Regions from separate parts of the Gossypium hirsutum genome. Here region 2 is linked to region 1. A link is a contact called in public Hi-C data. All regions are on one chromosome and are shown on one strand. Each heading gives the region's core, a stretch centred on a gene start, on an enhancer-like site or on the middle of the called end of the contact. The rest is flanking DNA. Distances are from core to core; before and after follow the strand shown. Region 1 has its middle 12 kb from the start of LOC107923948. Region 2 holds the start of LOC107912063 (protein BONZAI 1).

The links. Hi-C and Micro-C count contacts between places; a contact is called where the count stands out from the background.
Region 2: a contact with region 1 is called in a Hi-C map of leaf, with 6 times the contacts expected there. The contact joins the promoter of LOC107912063 here to the enhancer-like site in region 1. A contact is called at or near these places in 4 of 34 Hi-C or Micro-C datasets (callus and leaf).

What each region holds. Positions count from the first base shown.
Region 1 is chrA11:3,818,535-3,823,567 of Gossypium_hirsutum_v2.1, reverse strand. No RefSeq gene overlaps it. Among protein-coding and RNA genes, the nearest start is that of LOC107923948, 12 kb to the right of the region's middle. Within about 2 kb of position 2,112, at least 2 of the 9 cell types and tissues checked have an H3K27ac peak or open chromatin away from gene starts, as enhancers often do. A contact at or near this core is called in leaf, where this site is marked.
Region 2 is chrA11:3,880,783-3,885,815 of Gossypium_hirsutum_v2.1, reverse strand. LOC107912063 (protein BONZAI 1) reads right to left here and starts at 2,536. Exons shown (of 16, transcript XM_016840105.2): 1 at 1,509-2,536; 2 at 1,156-1,203; 3 at 103-251; 4 at 1-4. The coding sequence starts at 1,652.

The sequences.
Region 1 (5,033 bases), core at 863-3,362:
CATGAGCCACGCCAGGCTCAACTAAAAAATCATGCCCATTTATTGGGCTCGGGCCTGGCCGAACCTAAAATTTTGCCCAAGTCTGATCCGGATAAAAATACTAAAACTTGGGCTCGCCAAGCCTACCCGTATTAATTTTTATATTATTTTATATTATTTTTAAATATATATAATACATCAAAAATACTAAAAACATCAAAATAAATATTTCCCAACAAATTAAAAATAAATTTTAAAAAATACGTAGACTTAAATAATACTAAGATAGATACAACTTAACAAACAAATGCCTCTAAAATAATAATAAAATAATTAACAAATGTCTTTAAAGTAATAACAAAATTAACAATAAAATAAATTTTATACAATATCCAAACAATAACAACAAAATAGTAGCAAAATAGAGAGAAAACAATAAGAAAATAATATTTAAAAATAAAAAAATGCAGATTTTTTTGTCGTTTAGTAAATTTGGGCCGGGCTAAAAATTCCTTACCGAGGCCTAGCCCATTTTTTAAATGGGCCTTATTTTTTTGTCCAAGCCCATTTTTCGGGCATATATTTTTTCTCAAACCCTCCCACATTTCAGGTCGGCCTTCGGGCCAGGCCGGGTTGCTCGGCCCATGAACACCTCTATATATACCTAAGAAAAATCTCAGATTTTTTCAATCTAGTTGCCACCTCAATTATATCAAATGGCATATTTTCCATTTTGGTCCCCCTTTCTTTTTATTAATCTATAATTCAAATTTTGTCCCTTATTCAATTTAGTTATTTTTCCTAATTACTCTTAATTAAGCTAAATTCACCTAATTAAAACCTAATTAGACACACTACTAGACTCATAGATATTTCTAATAATTATTTACGGGTTTGGTTTACTGAGACCAAGGCCCTATAATGTACTTTTTTCGATGCCCGTAAATTTTGGGTCATTACACTTTCAGTGGAGACTCTGCTAGCTGGTGGAGCTACTTTTAGTAAATAGGTTGAATTACGTTTAACTAGTTGCCTTCTCAAACGAAATTGGAGAATAAAAATTCACCGTATTCATGGATCCATTAAATTTATTATGAGGAACTCTGCATGCTCGTAATTTAAATAATTAATTAAATATGAAATATAAATTCATATTTTAAAAATATTTAAAAAAGTAAAATGCAAGACTAACATAATTAAAATTTTAAACAGAGAGGAGAAATAATTAAACATAATTTTCCAAATGTATGATTTGAACTTTCATAATTTTTTCCTTCAAACCCTTAAAAATTTAAAGATTCATCAAGGACTATCTATATACAATAAAATAAAATTAATCTAAACAAAACTCAATTAAAATCCTAAAATAAATTGAAATTAAAGCCATGTTTGATAAAGTGATAAAAAATTAAACTCAAAATTAATATTTTTGACAATTTAATTTTTTAAACATGTTCGATAACTCGCAAATAAAAGTTGTTAGATAATTTTTCTCTTATAAAAAAAATGTGAAAATTTTTAAATAGATAAGAACTTAGTTATCACTTAATAGAAAATAAATTTTATTATTTTTTATTTTATTGTATTTCATTTAAAATTATATTACGTATTTAATTTTAATTAATACACCAAACAATATAATTATGGTTCGATTAAAATCAAATTAACCGATTGAATTGGTCTAATTCGATTAATTAATTGGTGGCCGAATTTAATTCGGTTGGAGGTTGGTTAATGATTTTTTGAAATTTCAGTTATCAATTAATTCGGTTCAAAATGAGAAAATTGACCAAATTAACCAATTAATCAAAATAAAAAATATATATTATATATAATTTTTAAATTTTTCTTTGGTTGTTAACTTTTAAGAATTATGTAGTGTTTTTAATATCTTATTTGTTGTTTCAACCTCTATTTAAAATTTTTTAAACTTTAAAAAAAATATAAAAATATATATAAATTTTGATTAATTCAGTTAATCGATCCAATAATGCATTAAGATTTTTATATTTCAAATAATTCAATTAATAATAAATCGGTTCAAGCATTAATCCAACTGTCCGGTTGAACCACTAATCTACATCTGAATGCAACAAAGAATACCCAACAACATATTTCGCTAAAGCCCATAATTTCGGGGTTTTCTTGGCTCGTGTTTTCGGACTGATATAGTGGAAATGCCCATGGGTCTCATAATGTCCCAACTCAAACCTTTTTAGTTAGTGGGTTTAACTGAAACATTTATATAGAGGATATGCATTTATTGCCTCCAACTATTATTTTATATAATATTGAGAGAATGCTCCAATAATCTTTTATTATTTCCCTTTTAACCCGTATCACATGTAGTGCTAATTTATCATGGGTTAACCTTCAATGCATTAATTTATATTCAAATAAAATATATATATGAATAAAATTAAAATTAAATGTCTTAATATTTAACATTTTATGGGCTCAGATTTAAGGGTGAGTATTAGATCAAGTCGAGTCGAATCGAGTTAAAAAATTTCGAGTTAGTCAAATTGACAAATCCTATTTTAGCAACCGAATTCAAATTAAATTTTTTTCAAATCGAGTCAAAACAAGTCAAAAAATTTCAAGTTGAATTAACGAATCTTATTATTTATACTTAATGATCCATTTACATGGACCGATTATTTTACAACTAGACAAAGTACAAGCTTTTAGATTGATTTTGAGTAAAGGAAAAAAGGTGAGTGGGGCGATTCGGGAAGGAAAGTAAGACTAATGGGTAAATATTTATCAAAGCAACGTAGTTTTGCCTTTTAACTTGAGAGTTTTGACTTTTAACTTTAGAAAATGTAAACATTTATCAAAACAATGTAGTTTTGTCTTTTTTATTTAGATTTTCGGGTAACTCGAATTAGGGGTGAGCATCCGATTGAATCGAGTGAAACCGTTTGAGTTAAATGAGAAAAATTAATAATGTTAAATTAAAATCTTGTACAATATAACTATTTCCATGTTACAATACAAAAAATTGAGACAATATATATTTGAGAACTTTTTAAAGCAAAATAATAATAAAAAGAAGAAGATATTTTAGTATGATAAACTTGAATCATTAATCACTTATTTATATTCTAAAATTATTATTTTATTAGATTTTTTAATATATTTTTTAGTTTTTTTAAATTTATAACTTTTTAAAAAATATAATATTAGAATTTCTATAAATATTTTAAAATTTTAAAATTATTTTAAAATTTTGAAAATTAATTTGATTTTTTTTTTTTGTAATTTTTGTTAAGAGAGAGACTTATTTTCTTATTTTCAAAATTAATAGGGACCAAAACGGTAATTATACTAATCTGTTATTCAAATTATTCTAATTGTAAAAATTCAACTCAACTCGAACTCGAAATCTGAAATTTTTTATTTGAGTTTACTCGAATAATTCGAATAACTCGAAATTTGAATTTTTTTTCGAATCGAATCGAGTTTTACTTACCCGTATTCAGATTTAAAGAAGTAAACACATGTTCAAGTCTAGACAAATAAAAATATCTAAGGGTTATTAAACATAGGACACAAAAGCATATAAATTCCCATGCACGTCACAAGTGAGGTTTGCACACACCTTGTTACTCTACAACCTTATTCTATATTATCTTCCATTTGCAACTTTAGTAATTTAATCATCCTAAGGATATTTCGAGGATTAAATCTCAATGTCTTTTTATTCAATTTTTTCTTTTCGTACATCACTCACCATTTACTCATTTCAACCTCTCTTTCTCTCAAAATTGACATCAACATGATGAATATAGTTCTAACTTTTTTTTTTTGTTGGTGTATCTTTGATTCACAAACTATGCATAGAATTATATACAATATCAATGCATCAAATATAAAAAAGTTTCTACTCAATTATAAGGTCTTGCCATTATTTTTCTTTTTTCATCCCTTTATCAAAGTGAGAAAGAAAAAGGGCAAGGCAGAAGGTAAGGCAAATAATATAGGAATGTGTAGGTTGATAGGGGGGAAAGTATCACCAATTGAGCCATATCAAGTGAATTGGTACGCACGAGAGTGGCTCTTAAGGGAGATGGGGATAGGAGAGTGTGGACCAATTGGTCACGTTAGTATAATAATAATAATACCATGGCTACAATTTCTTTTAATTCTCCTTTATAAGGAAAGATAGGTGTGGTCCAATATTTTCTACCAAACAATATGTTTGCTTTTAATGATAACAAACATGAATGAAACTTTCATGCTCCATGGTATACCTTTGTTTGATAAAGTTAGTGGGTCAATTGACTCCAAAATCCGTTTCTTTTTGGCCCATTGGAAAATCCCTAATGCAATTAAATTAGTTATTTCACTTCACAACTAGAAATATATTAGAAATTGTGAAACTCAATTTGGTGAAAAAAAATTATATATAATTTTTATATTTTTAAAAATAATGAATTTTTAAGTGAAAATTTATATATAATTTACCCATATGTTCTCTCTCTCTTTTTTTTTTTTAAACAATGAAAGTAGTGTTTTAATTTTTTTCAACTAACCCAGTGTTTTAAATTCCTTCATTGAATTATTTTTTTTACATTTTATTATGTTAAAAGACTAATAAATTTTATTGATAGATTAATAATATTTCATATTCTATTGAGGATGAAATTTAAAATTATTTGAAAATTATATTAAAATTCTAAAATATAATTTTAAAAACCACATATCATACTTAGAAATCAACTCAACTCTAGATTTATTAGAGATTGAATGTAATTTATTAGACACAAAATTTCAGACCAAAAATAATTGGTGTCCATATTTTTGATGAATAAAATTAATAATAAGGATATTTTGAGCAGTGACTGGTCCCCATTTAATAAAGGGAGGGGACTACACGCCATGCGTCGTAGAAAGTAAAATAAAATAAAATAAAAAATCGAGACGACTTGTAACAAACACAATTGTTAAAAAGAAAAAGAAAAGTCTTTATGTAGTGAAAGTTACCTGAGTCTTTATAATGGCAAAATATGTCAATTTTTTTAATTAGTGAAATAGTTTTTTTAGATAAA
Region 2 (5,033 bases), core at 1,287-3,786, 62 kb before region 1:
AAACCTGAGATAATGGAAAATCAAACAAGTTCAATTACAGTGAAACAAATCAAATAATCATTTTGCTGAACCCAAAAATATGATTTGAAGAATAGAACTTACAGCAATATTTGGACAATCTCAAATTGGTAAGTAATTGTATACTTTGTTATCCATGTAGGATTCAATGAATTCAGAACTACTTCAGTACGAAATACTTCTGTAAATGCTCCATCTCTTTCTTGAATATAAACCACCACCATAGGATCACTCTAAAGCAAACAAAACTTATGAGATATCAGGCTAAGTTTTTTGCAAACAAAATACAATTCTTGTGACCAAAGAATAAAGCATGAGTGTGAAGTACATAAATATTATTAGTTAATACAAAAACTGTAAATGAAAATGTTGTAAGAGGCCAACTAAGCATTCAAACAAAGCTAAGCAGAGACTTACTTTTGATGCATGTTAGATTTACCAATCTGTCCATATCAAGTTGTTACCTAAAGATTCAATCAAGATAATGGCTGTATCCATAGAGTTAGTGTCATGATCCTTGGATTCATCAAGCTCATATTGCTTGGTAATGAAGGAGTTTTTTAAGTATTTAGCAACATGAGTGCCTTGCACATTTTATCCTTGAAACATAGGATGATCCATAACTTTTAGTCAACACTACTACTCTGACAGCTAATCACACAAGACCACACCACACCCTTCTTCGGTGCATGGTGAGCTAGCATCTTTTCATTGGTTGCGTTAAATGCACCATTTAATTCTAACCTATCTATATGGCATCTAAGTCTAGGTTTAGTGACAGACTTTCTCCATACAATGAGACTTCTTGCCTTCAACTCCCCACTTCCCACTCCTCGAACCTTATTTCCTAATTCCATTTATTCAAAGGCATCATTAAGTCAGCGCACATAGAAAACACCCTCCAAAAATTCTAATACCAGCTATCAACTAATACAATATCATCGTGTTGCCCCTTAAGCTTAGAATTAAGAACTTTTTTTCGAAAAATATTTACTGACTTTTTTTTTTTTCACATAATGTTAATTTCAACAACAAGGTCAAATATGGTACAGCAAAATTAAGGCACTGAATTTCTTAACTACATCATTGCTTGTAGAGTTAGCGTCAGTTTTGCAGTTCATTCATATACTTACATACCTTGGAGAACACATCCCGGTCTCGCAAACTCGTAGCAGAAAACGATAACTGCAAAACATTGCGCAGAAAAGTCAATGAACAGTAGACAGTTCGCAAAGAAGATGATGATGAAGAAGAAAAGCTCAAAATTTAGAGAAAATGAATCAGAAACCAGCTTATCTATTCAACACTATCAAAATCAAGAACTCCAAATTTAAATACTACAATACCCAAAATTTCCTACTCGGTAAATCAATTAGCCAATCATCTACTCGGTAACAAAGTAGATTGGACCTTATATTCTAAGCAAAAACTAGGCACTCTATTCATCATCACAGAAGTAACTGACAAAAAAAAAAGAAAGAAAAAAGGACCTCGATCTGAGAGAAGATGCCGTGTATGCCATGAGACTTGAAATACCAATCAGCAGCGTCGTTTTGGTTGCTAGTGGAAGTCGACGGGGCGGTGCCACCTATAGCCGTCATCCCGCCGCCAACGTCCGAGCAGCAATTTCCCATCGCTAACTATACTCACTAGCTCTGTTTTCTCAACTCGATAAATGATGCCTATGCATGAACCGAAAAAAGAAAAAAAAACAATGGAAAAAAAGAAGAAAATAATTCAAAAGTGAAAAAGAGAGAGGGGGGGCTGAACTGGTTTTTTTTTTATAAATTGAAAATTAAAAATTATGGAGACTAAAGTAAAATACTTAGCTTCTTTCAAGTTCTTAGACAATGTCTGGAAATGGGCAAATAGCCCACATTCTTTCTTTTTCCAAAATAAACAGAAAACGCGTTTTAGGTTAGTTATACCTATAGAGCAACTTTATTTTTATATTTTATGTTATATACATAAATTATATAACTATATAATATATTTTTAAATCATTTTATATATTTATGCCAATATATTATTTTTAACTTAAAAGAAAAAAAATTTTGTGATTTCAAATCACTTAAAAAGTTCAACGTGTTTATTAGTCATTATTATGAATTATCGGTAAAATTTATGCTAAATTAATTAAATATGTCAAAAAACTGTTTATTGATTTTTTTTAGAGAGTATGTGAAAACACTTCAGTTGGTGAATTTTTTGATAACATATCAAGGAAAGTACACTTAATTAGACGCGATTTCTATAAAATTTTCAAAAAATCACACATTCTCTAAAAACAATTTATCCTTGAAATTTAAAAAAAAAAATCTGACTCATTTAGCTAATTAAAAAATTCTTTTAACTACTTTAGCCTGAGATTTAAATATAAAATTATTTATTGCGAATAGGAAATACAATTTGATAAATAAGTTGAATATAAAAATACATGCAAAATAGAAGAAAAAATAAATTAAAAGAAGAAAATGATATAAAAGTGTTAAAGAATCAACCTCGTAAGCAATGAATCAATGAGCATAGAAGATATGAGTTTGCTTAAAGAATTGGATTGGAATTTCCTTGATATCAAAGCATTCAAAAGACAACTTCTTTTTAAAAAAAAAAAGGGTTCTTGACAGCTTATAATAAGTACATGGACACGCTGTCTTGTGTTTAGCATCTTTTTTAAATTTAATATCTACACAAAGAATAATTATAAAATGACTTATAGATTATATAAAGTAAGTAAGGTCTCGTCGATTTAAGTTGATCCCTTCAACGTAAGATATGATTGAATATTTAAAATAGGGTTTATATCATAAATGGGCCTCTCAATTTTATCAATTTTTGTCAATGTAATATTCGTGAAAACACCAGATTTTATTTAGAAATTAACCAACATTAAAAAAACCAAATTTATTTTTAAAATATTAAATACTATACATTTATATAAATTATGCATTTCATGTTTAAAGTAAATTATTTATTTTAATTAACAAATTTCAATAGTTAAATATATATTAATATAAATAATATTTTATATCGATATAATAGATATATCTGATCTACTCAAAAATTAAGTATAATTATATTAATAAAATCAATAATTTAATAATTAAAATATTAATTATAAAGTTATATAAGACGATTTTAATTTTACATGATTCCTCTCAAATATTTTATATATAAAATTTAGAAGTCAGCATTGTTTGTTAATGGCATGGCATTCATGGTAATGATGCGGGCTGCAGGGGGGAAAGGTGGCACAACTGCTCGAGAGTGCTGACCCCACCATTTTTCATCAAGTCAATCCCACCAATAAGAGGGGGGAGTAGTAAATAGTCTATATATAGTTGGAGTTTTGAATTTTTAATTTGTTTTATTTTATATTGTTTTTTTATGCAAATGTTTTAACGGTTAAAGCAATTAAAATGTGTATTATAATTCAGATTTTTCATCTCATAAGTATTTAATTGTATAAAAAAACTTCATGAATATTTTAATATTTCCAACTTTAACGTGTAAAAACATAATTTGATAATAAAAATGTTTTACTCTATCGAGATAACTAATCATTATATATTTTAATTTTTTCATTAATATTATATAATTTATTATTAAAGTATTATCTGCATAAAATGTAATTTAAAATTATAAATTATTAACACTCAAATCAACACAAACCAAATAGATAATTAAACTGTCAGAATAATTAAATTAAAACCCAATTAAAACGTTAAATTATGTGGGTTTTTTTACAGTGGTGAGTAAAAGGAATCAATTTTCCGGATTGAAGTACATGCAATACATGAAGGTGTAAGCATGACATGGGAGAAAGGACTCAGCCAAGTAGAATTAGAATGTGACAGTGCACTTTCAGTAACACCCCCAAATTTTATACCGTCACTTGAACAGGGTTACAGAACATTAACATATCGAACAAATTACGAATAACTCACAAATAGTTAACATACAAAATATAAATTTAATCCTTAAGTCCCTATAATGGACCATTGAGGCCCAAAACACGTATTAGAAATGGATTGGGACTTATCCAAGTGCTCGGAGAATTTTCATAAATGTTTTAAAAAAATTAGCTCAATATAACCTCATTTATATACATCTAAACTTCCCTGCAATTTCAAACCGAAACCAATCCAATATCAATGATATAACCAATTCAATTCATACATGTAAACATCTAAAACATACCAAGATTAGTACTAGAATTTACTATATGATCATTCATACCATTATTCAAATTAAATTAAAAGTTCTATTCAATTATCAATTCAAACATAATGTTATATATACCATTTCATTTATTTAATTTTTCATTTACCAAGTTAAATCATCACATATTATCCTTACAATCCAAAACCATATTAACTCAAAATACAACCTAGGTGCATGCCACATATACCAAAATAAAATATACATCACCAAGGTTGCTGAAATCAGGATTGGTTCGGATGCTGGACTAGATTTTGACTCTTACTGACTTACGCACAGAAAATAACCATACGCTGAGTATAGACATACTCAGTGGTATTACTATAATTCAAACTATAATAACAATAATGAAATATAAATATTAAACATATAAAATTTGAATTTTCTCAAATATTAACTCATTCTTAAACTTCATTCGTTAATAATAGTAACACAATATCAACTATTTATCAGTTTCAATCAAATATCATAGACTTCAATTTTCTTCACTACATCAACGTTTAGTTCATGCCTTTCATTTTCAATCTCAATTTCAATCCACAATTTAAATTTCTCATTTCAATTTTTCACTCTATTAATAGACCCGGACTTTGGCGGATACACGGATCCAACCAAACACACTAGAATGGCACCCAGTGACTCATCGGATAGTTCGAAGTAAAGTTGGCACCCAGTGTCTTATCGGCCTAGCCGAAGTAAAGTGGTACCCAGTACCTCATTTGTAATAGCCGACTTTCAATGATGTCGAAAATAGTTGTTCGAGACCACTACATTCGGAAAATAAACTCATAAAT